Linked DNA regions of Ovis aries: region 2 is linked to region 1. Evidence: chromatin contacts called from public Hi-C data. All regions are on one chromosome and are shown on one strand. Each heading gives the region's core, a stretch centred on a gene start, on an enhancer-like site or on the middle of the called end of the contact. The rest is flanking DNA. Distances are from core to core; before and after follow the strand shown. Region 1 overlaps DENND3 (DENN domain containing 3). Region 2 has its middle 25 kb from the start of DENND3.

The links. Hi-C and Micro-C count contacts between places; a contact is called where the count stands out from the background.
Region 2: a contact with region 1 is called in a Hi-C map of blood, with 6 times the contacts expected there. The contact joins two enhancer-like sites. A contact is called at or near these places in 12 of 16 Hi-C or Micro-C datasets (blood, hypothalamus, liver and 5 more).

What each region holds. Positions count from the first base shown.
Region 1 is chr9:15,680,013-15,684,356 of ARS-UI_Ramb_v3.0, forward strand. It overlaps DENND3 (DENN domain containing 3), which reads right to left. Exons shown (of 23, transcript XM_027972832.3): 12 at 3,687-3,886; 13 at 1,455-1,976. Among named protein-coding and RNA genes, the nearest start is that of DENND3, 28 kb to the right of the region's middle. Within about 2 kb of position 2,214, at least 3 of the 54 cell types and tissues checked have an H3K27ac peak or open chromatin away from gene starts, as enhancers often do.
Region 2 is chr9:15,732,464-15,736,834 of ARS-UI_Ramb_v3.0, forward strand. No RefSeq gene overlaps it. Among named protein-coding and RNA genes, the nearest start is that of DENND3, 25 kb to the left of the region's middle. Within about 2 kb of position 2,373, at least 4 of the 54 cell types and tissues checked have an H3K27ac peak or open chromatin away from gene starts, as enhancers often do.

The DNA.
Region 1 (4,344 bases), core at 964-3,463:
TCTGGGCTGAGTCCCTCTGTCCTCTCTAGCCCCTACCTAGGCAGGCAGTCTCAGTGCCTCCCAGGGTGCCAGCTGGGGACCCTGGGACAAGGATAGAGGAACTGGTGGGCAGCCATCCTGGGGCCAGTCCGAGGGTGTAGCTAGCACTAAGAGATCCTCAGACACTCCCTCAGTGCTGGATCAAGCCTGGCCTGACAGCTTGATCTTTATCTCCGTACTCTGGTTACGTGAACAAATGCATCATTATTTGTAAGCAAGATGATCTTAACTGATTCAGTAACCTTCCCAAATGTCCAATATTCAGGGGCTCTAGAGCTGGAGAAAGACCCAAGTCCAAAATCCAGCGTCACTGCTGCTCAGCCGTGTGATCACAGGCAAGACATGGAGCGAACCTGGCTCCCTATCTGTAACACGGAGCTGGGACCACCCCCAGCTCCCACTTAGCTGCTGCGAGAAGTGGCTCGTCTTAACCCTGACGCTTCCCCGTGTCTGGCTCCTGTGGCTCCATTCCACGTCGTGGATCCATCTGCCCTCCATCCTCAGCGGGCCCCTCACACCCTGCACAGGGAGTGTACCCCAGCAGGCCTGTTTCACCTCACGCCCAGGCTGAGGCTCCCCTTGTTCATGAGGCCGACTCCTCCAAGGTCAGGCCCCTCCTCCGGTCACGCTCTAGCCTCCCAGCACAGTGACAACGTGTGGTAACATGCCTCTGTACACACTGGTCTGCAGTGCCCAGACCAGAAAACTCCTACCCATCCTTCAAAACCTAGATAGAGAGTCCATGGGCAGCCTTCCTGGACAAGGTAGTCATCCTGGCTGGACACCCCCTGAGCTGGCATGCTCTTTCCTCATGGCATCTAATAACACTTCCTGTGCTCCACCCTCCACACAGGCCCAACCACCGTGGCACTCTGTCACAGGGAGACTGAGGCCTGGACAGTGGCTGGTGGGCAGGTGCCAGGCAGACGGCCCCACCAGTGCTGTGCTGCTGTGTGTGTTCCTGGGTCTGCATGATCCGCTGGGCTCCTGCTCCAAACGCAGGAACCTTCCCATCCCAGCCGTGGGCCCCCATGTCAGAGGGAGGGATCATCACACCGTGAGCAGGTCCCCCAGGACCGATATCGCCAAGCTTCCCCAGACCCTCTGCCTCTCTCGACCAGCTGCTGGGTCCGTCAGCAGGTAAAGCCCCCACCCATGAGGCTTTCTGGAAGGCAAAAGTGGCTCAGACAGTAAAGAATCCACCTGTAGTGTAGGAGACCCAGCTTTGATCCCTGGGTCAGGAAGATCCCCTGGAGGAGGGCATGGCAACCCACTCCACCATTCTGGCCTGCAGAATCCCATAGACAGAGGAGCCTGGTAGGCTCCTCAACTGAGTGACCCACACACACACGGGGCTCTCCCTGGCTAGGCCAACCTGCCGTCCAGGGAGGCTCCGGCCGCAGGCGTCTTCCTACCTACAGTCAGCGCCTCGAACAGCCGGTGTATGACACTGGTGTCCTTCACGATGCCCGACTCCTGCACCCTCTTCACGAAGTCGTCCAGCTGCATGTGCTTCTTGGGCAGCTCGAAGTTCTTGACGCGGTCGTCGGCCTTGGGGGCGTCCGCGGGCCTGTCCATGACCTCGCTGATGAGCCGGAGCAGCTCGGGCGTGCGCTCGGCCTGCGTGCGCTCGGGTGCCGACAGGGACTCCACAGTCATCTGGACGAGGTCGGCGGGGAAGACGCACACGTCGGTCTTATACAGGCTCTGGAAGTCCAGCAGAGCGCCCAGCAGCTGGCCCTGCATCAGCCGCACCAGCCCCCGCAGGTAGAAGTACCTGGCCAGCAGCACCGAGTTCTCGGGGGTCAGTGAGCCTATGGCCTTGCTCAGCTGGGCCACACAGTCCGCGTAGAACGCCTGCACGCACTGGGCCACCAGCGGGAAGTGGATTTCCGGGATCTTGAAGGTGTGTGTCGACTTGGGGGGCATGTCCAGAACTGGGGGTGAAGGGGAAGTGAGCGGTAAGCGCAGACCTTAGAGGCAGACGTGCATTCCCACCCCAGCATTCTGTTGTTTCTGGGCCCTGGGTACAGCATGGAGCAGGAACCAGGTACATCTTCCAGGAAGTTCCATGAACCCCACGCTGAAGGGGGCCCCCAGCGGCCTCCTGTGGCACCCTGAGAGTATGGCATTATTTTATTTGCTAAAACTGCTGATGGCTAAATTGAAACATGTGATGCTGAGTCTTTGCTGGAGGATTAAGCTAATAACCTAGAGGTACCTGCCAGGCAAGCAAGCCCTGTTAAACAGCCGTTTCTTTTACCTTAGCAGCAGCTCTGTGCATGGGTACTGTTGCCACACTCATCTCACAGGTGTGGGGTGGAGGTCTCCACTGGCCCCCAGCACACAGCTGCTGCATGTCACACCTAACCAGCCGTGTGTCACGCCAGTGCCTTCCACAGCCTCAACCCCATGGCTCCTGGGCAGCACCAGTGGGCGAGGCCAGGCTGCAGGAAGCAGCTCACCCCAAGGAGGTGGGGTCTCAGTAACAAAGCCTGGAGGATGGCGGAGGAGCCCGGGGGAGGGGCAGAGGGCAGAGGGAGTGGAACATAGTCCTACAGCGAGCGGGCCCAGTGCAGAGCACAGAGCCCCACGATGCTCTACAAGAGAGGGCGTGCAGGCCCAGAGAGGCAGAGCGGCCTGCCCAGGGTCACAGAGCTGGCAGGCAGCTGCGCAGGGGACTCAGACCCACCAGGGGCCTCCAGAAGGTTGCTCATTTGGACACACAGCCCCTCCCAGCAGCGAGGACATGCTCCTCCCTCAGCCTCTGGCTCTCAGGCCAATGCACAGGAGACACCGGCTGGTACCCGGTGCCTCCACCCACAGCACCATCTCCCCCCTACTTCTCCGTCCACTGAGGATGGGTGGAGACCCCTCCCTGGGGCTTTGAGGAGAAGCCCCAAGCACCCACAAGTGGCATCACACGTGACCGGCTTCACTGCGGCTCACGTCAGAAGGACACAAGGGCTCACACAGGTCCAAATGGGTTTTACAGCAACTCATCAGCAAGGGGACCCGAAGCAGATGCTCTGCATGTGGGTGGAGATGCAGCCGCTGCCTCCCACGGCACGCCCCTCCCCTGGCGTCCACCTTCTGAGACCACAGCACAGCCCCCCACCCCCACGGCACGGCCCTGCCCGTCACCACCCTGACCGTGTCACGATACTGAAGACCTCAACTCACCCCCCACCAGTGTTACGCATTTCTATCATCTGCCTTCCTCCCTATCCATGGGGGCAGGGCACTGGCCTGGCAATCACTGGAGGCTTAATAGTCGCTGCACCTCAGTAGACAGTGATACATGTAAACAGGTGTCTCCTCGGTAAATATGCATATACACACATATACCCACACATGTATGACAGACATGAAAACCGTGAATAGCTGCGGTCTTCAGCAGTTGGGAACCAGGTGATTGATGGAAAATACAGACAAGAAATCATTCTCTATAATGAACATAGTTTGCGAAATAAATATTCTAAGAATATTTCAAATAATCAAACTATTAGAACCCGCCCCCCCCACACCACCCTCCCAAAAAAAGGCCCATTCCCTTCTCCTGGAATGAGCTCTGACCTCTTTCAGCAACTGGCAGGGTTAGAACCACGTGACTGGGAAAGGTCACGGAAGGGGTGTGGCTGGCCCACCTGCGCCGCTGCTCCCACACTCCGTGGTCTGTATCTTCCGAAGCGACGCGTTCCGGGGCGGCAGCTCCGGCACTGCGATGTCCTGCAGGTTGGGCATGCTGACCACCATGCGCCGGTGGGCCGCGTGTGGGGTTGAGGACTTCCGGCTGGCCATCTTCTCGATCGTGGGTCTCCTCGGACTCAGGAGCATCCCGTTTATCCTGGGTGGAAAGTCCCAACATCTTACATGTACAATAATGATCAAAGAACGGGCTCAACTGGGCATTTTCCAAGTGTCCAGTATCCCCGTGCCGAGGGAGAAATGGCGGGAGCTGGCCTGGCTCTCCCACGTGTAGGGAAGGCTGAGTGCAGGCCACGCCCCCCAGGAGAGGTCTCACACAGGATAAACGAGGGCGCTGCTGACGGTGACGCTTGTTTCAGGAGTTCAGGAAAAGCAACACAGAGGAGGCAGGAAATGGCGAAGATGTCGGGAGAGCGTGAGAAGGAAGACGGGGAGAGAACGGCCCGAATGCAGAGCTGGAGCTGCTCTGGGGGCATGTCAGTGTCCCCCCAACAGGAGACAGAGCCGCCGGGAGGAGCCAGGCCCGCCAGCCAGCTCCCACACATCGAAATGTCAGACTCCTCCGATTTATCGTTCATCCGTCCAGAGACAGCTGCT
Region 2 (4,371 bases), core at 1,123-3,622, 53 kb after region 1:
GCAACCCCACAGGGGCTTCGATGTCCAACCCGGAGTGCATGGCCAGAGGTGTGCACCTGTGCCCAGGGCTGATCAGAGCAGGGCCATCTCCACATTTGTCAGCCAGGACAGGTGAGACACAGACAGGTGAGGCATCTGGGCAGACCCCATGGCCTGCCCCTGGAGCAGAGTCTAGGACACAGCAGTGGCCGCAGAGGGACTGAGACAAGCGCCAAAGTCAGGAACCACCCACATGGTGTCCAGCCCCAGAGCTTTCCCAAAAAATGTCTGCAGAACTGGAAACCCCACTAACAACCACGGAGGATGGGCTGCCTCTGTCTGACAGATCGGGGAGCCTGGCAACTTGCCCGGATCACCCAGCAAGAAAGTGGGGGCGCTGGGGTCTGACCTGGGGATTCTCTCTCTGATTCAGGAGCCCAGCTTCCCCCACGTGTCCACTGAGCGCCGCCCCGCAGCCCAGCCTGCCTCCTGGCTGTTCCAGATGTGGCCTCATGGTCTGGGCAGGCCACAGGGGTGCTGGGGTCAGAACAAGGTGCCTGATGCCACTTAGGAAGGGAGCAAGGTGTTACTGAGGTTGCGGGTTGCAGGGCTCAGCTTCCAGAGTTTTGGGGAGAGACCCTCCCAAAAACTGGAACAGAAAGAGCCTCTCAAACCAGTTCCCCAGGATCTGGCCTGACCCAGTTGTTGGAACTCCCAACGTGAGCCAGGCTGAGCCTGGTTTTACTTCCTACTGTACAAGAGGGGCCCTAGGGCTACCTGGGCCCCTCACACTCTAAATTCAAGCCCAAGGGGCTGCCAGTGGTGGCCCATTCATTCCGCAAATTCTGCGTGTGCATCAGCTGTGAGGGGGCCTTCCCAGGGTGAGGGGGCGGCGGAGAGCAGGCTGAGGAGGGTCCCGCCCTGGTAGGGGAGACGAGGACCAGAGACTTGGCATTGACGCTCACAGTTGGGAGGATGCTTATACTAAGTCTTGTGACTGTCACAGCATAGTAAGCGGTGCATTCCTATCCCCACTCAGCAGCTGGGAGATGAGGCCCCAGAGTGTGGGAGTTCCCGGTTCACATGGCGCCAGTACAGCTGCTACACGGCTCTTAGGGCCTGCCTGCTGTGTCCCCTAAAGTGAACGCCATTCAGGCAGGTCTGACTCTTCATGACCCCATGGGCTATACAGTCCATGGAATTTTCCAGAATACTGGAGTGGGTAGCCATTCCCTTCTCCAGGGGATCTTCCCAACCCAGGGATAGAACCCAGGTCTCCCTCATTGCAGGCGGATTCTTTACCAGCTGAGTTACCTGGGAAGCCCCTAAAGTCTGTGCCAAAAGTTGTGTGTCCCCTAAGTTCTGTGCCAAAACCCTAACCCCCATGGAATGGTATGAGGACATGGGACTTTGGAGCAGTCATAGGTCAGGAAGGCGGGGCCTCCACCAAAGAGGAGGAGGAGCTAGCCTGAAGGGGCTCACCAAACCCGGCCATGAGGGGAGCCTGACTGTGGGCTGCTCGTACCCAGGACGGGGCAAAATAAACATTGTTGCTTAAGCCCCCAAGTCTGTGGCATTCTGTTACAGCAGCAGTGTCCGAGCCAGCCTATGGACCTGGGAGGTGTGAACCAGAGTTTGTGAAAAATATGTCAAATAACAGTGTGTTAGATGGTGACACGTGCAGAGCCAAAAAGCAAAGCAGGAGGGAGGAATCTATCTGTGTGTGCACATGTGAGTGTGTACACATTTGTATCTGTGTGTATATGTATGTGTCTCTGTGTTCACACACGCCTGCTTGTATGCGCGTGTGTATATACGTATGTGTCTGCCTGTGTATGTGCCCGCATGTACATCTGTGTGTCTGGCAGTGTGTGCATGTGTGTCTATGTGTGTGCATTGATGTCTTGTGTATGTGTATACATATGTGGCTGCCTGTGTGCACGTGTGTGTGTGTGCATGCGTGTTCACAGACGTGTTGGCAAGCTTGGTTGAGGGATTCAGGAACTTGATCTCGGGGCTGGCACTGGCCCTCCGGGGACGCTCCCTCGTGCCCCTGCTCATGCCTGGGGTCTCTCCCAGGCCCTGGGGGCAGGCTCTGCACCTTATTCACTTCTGGGCTCTCATATGCCTGGCAAGGGCATCTCACAAGCTCTCCATCAGCCTCGTGCTGGAGGGGGTGTGTGGACGGCCCCTGACAGCGGGGACCGGTGCAGACGAGCATCCGTAGGGCACCTGCCGCTCGGGGGCATTGTGCTGGGGCCCTTGGGGGCGTCTCATTCAATCACCCTGAGAACCCGAGGAACCTCACCCGGCGGCCTGCCAGATGGGGAAGTGGGGTAACGTGACCGAGGTTGCAGAGAGCAGGCTTCCGCTCAGCAGCCACCCCTCCCGGACCTGGGCACGTGGACCTGGCAGCCCGCCACCTTCCTGCTGTGGCACAAGAACCAGGCCCGCAGGCGGCCCACTCCTTCATTCATTCACTCCTTCATTCTCCCGAGGGGCGCACCCTGAGCCCAGAGGGGGCAGACAGTGCCGCCGGGACTCAGTCGGACCCCAGGCAGGCTTCTGCATCTGTGACTGGGGGCCCAGAACGCCCCCTGGGAAAGCTGCCCTGGGGCTGGGGCTGCACCGGATCCTCCTCTTCCCCCGGTAGGATCATAACCACACAGCCCCCAGCTGGCCCTTTCAAGGCCTGGGCGAAGGCCTTGACCCCTCCCTCCTGTCCTGGGTCTGCAGGGGAGCCTTGGGCCACCCCTCACCCACCCTACAGGCCTCCTCTGAAGAGGAGGTGCCCGACCGCAGAAGCAGGTGCCCTCGGATGGGCAAAGTCGGGAGGGTCTCAGAATGGGGAACCAGAGCCCAGAGGAGGGCAGTATGTCACCCACACACCCAGACTCACCCTAACAGCTGGGCTTCGCTCCGGGGCAGATGGGACTGCGCCTCGGTGCACTGGGCCGGGAAATCTGCCGTGTGGTAGCCCCTCCTGACCCCTGTGTAAACGACACCCACCAGGGAGGTGCCTGGGGGCCTTCTGCCTTGAGATACCCCAGGTGAGGCAGCCACAGGCCTCCTAGGTGGCCTAACAGTAAAGAATCCACGTACCAATGCAGGAGAAGCAGGAGACGCGGGTTCGATCCCTGGGTCAAGAAGATCCCCTGGAGGAGGAAATGGCAACCCACTCCAGAATTCTTGCCTGGGAAATCTCACGGACAGAGGAGCCTGGTGGGCCGTAGTCTGTGGGGTCACAAAGAGTCAGACACAACCGAGCGACGGTTGTATCTGACTATGCACGCACAGGCAGCGCGCCATGACGTATTGTCGGATGAGGTGATGTCATACCAGAGCCCCTCTCTGTAAATGAATGCTTGTTTTTTCTGTTGCCATCCCCTCCAGTTTTGACAATGCCCAGCACATAGTAGGACCTCAATAAATGTGGATAAACTCTGAATGGATAAATAAATGAACAAAGGATTTTTACCACTGGGTGGCAGTGGGGTTATAAGTGATTTTTTTTTTTTTACTTTAAAGTATTTCTTTGCAAAAATTATATAGAATTTCTAATGTAAGAAAAAATGTAGTTATTGCAAAACCTGTGCAGCTGGTGTGGCCACAGGGGAATGAAGGGGCTTTTGGCTGAAAGCAGTCCTGCAACCTAGGGTCACAATGACTAATGTGACCTCCACACGTGGCTTGGATGTGGACAGAGCCCAGGATGAACCAAGCAGTGGGGAGCTTGGGTGGGGCTTCTCCTCTCTCGTCTCTCTCTCTCATTTCCTCTCTGATTATCACATCGCTGGGCAATCAGTTCAACTCAGGAAGGAAAGCAGGACGGTGGTGCAGCTGGTCACAGCGGTGTTGGGCTACGGGGTACGAGAGATGCAGGGGTCCAGGCAGCTCATTTTACCTCCAGGAACCTTCTCAGTTTTCCCACCTGTAGAATGGGGTGAAGGCACGGACCTCTGGCTTTTATGAGGAGTGCTGGCTTCCCTCCTGGGCTTAGTACTCACCGTGTCCTCAGAGCGGCCCCGTTTCCTTCCCTTTTTCCTGCCCCGCTGCTCACAGGGTTAAGCAAGACTTTGCTGGTGCTTGTTTGCCAGCTGCAAGATCAAACCCTCTAGCAGCTGGCGCCTGAAATAGGCTGTTGCTGAAGCTGGCCCTATGAGCAGAGGAGAGGAGCGTCCCAAGGAGCGAGGGTCCTCGGCCAGGAACGGGGCTCATCCCTCAGCCTGGGGCCGAGTCTCAGCTCTGTCACTTAGCCGTGGGCAGTGCACCCTCTGAAAGTGGGCACAGCAGGGCCCGCCTCCCAGTGCTTTTGACAGGGCTCACTCTTCCAACACGTGGCCGTGCCTAGAGGACCCTCTGTCCCCAGTCCTTCCCTCCTATGCAGAGCCA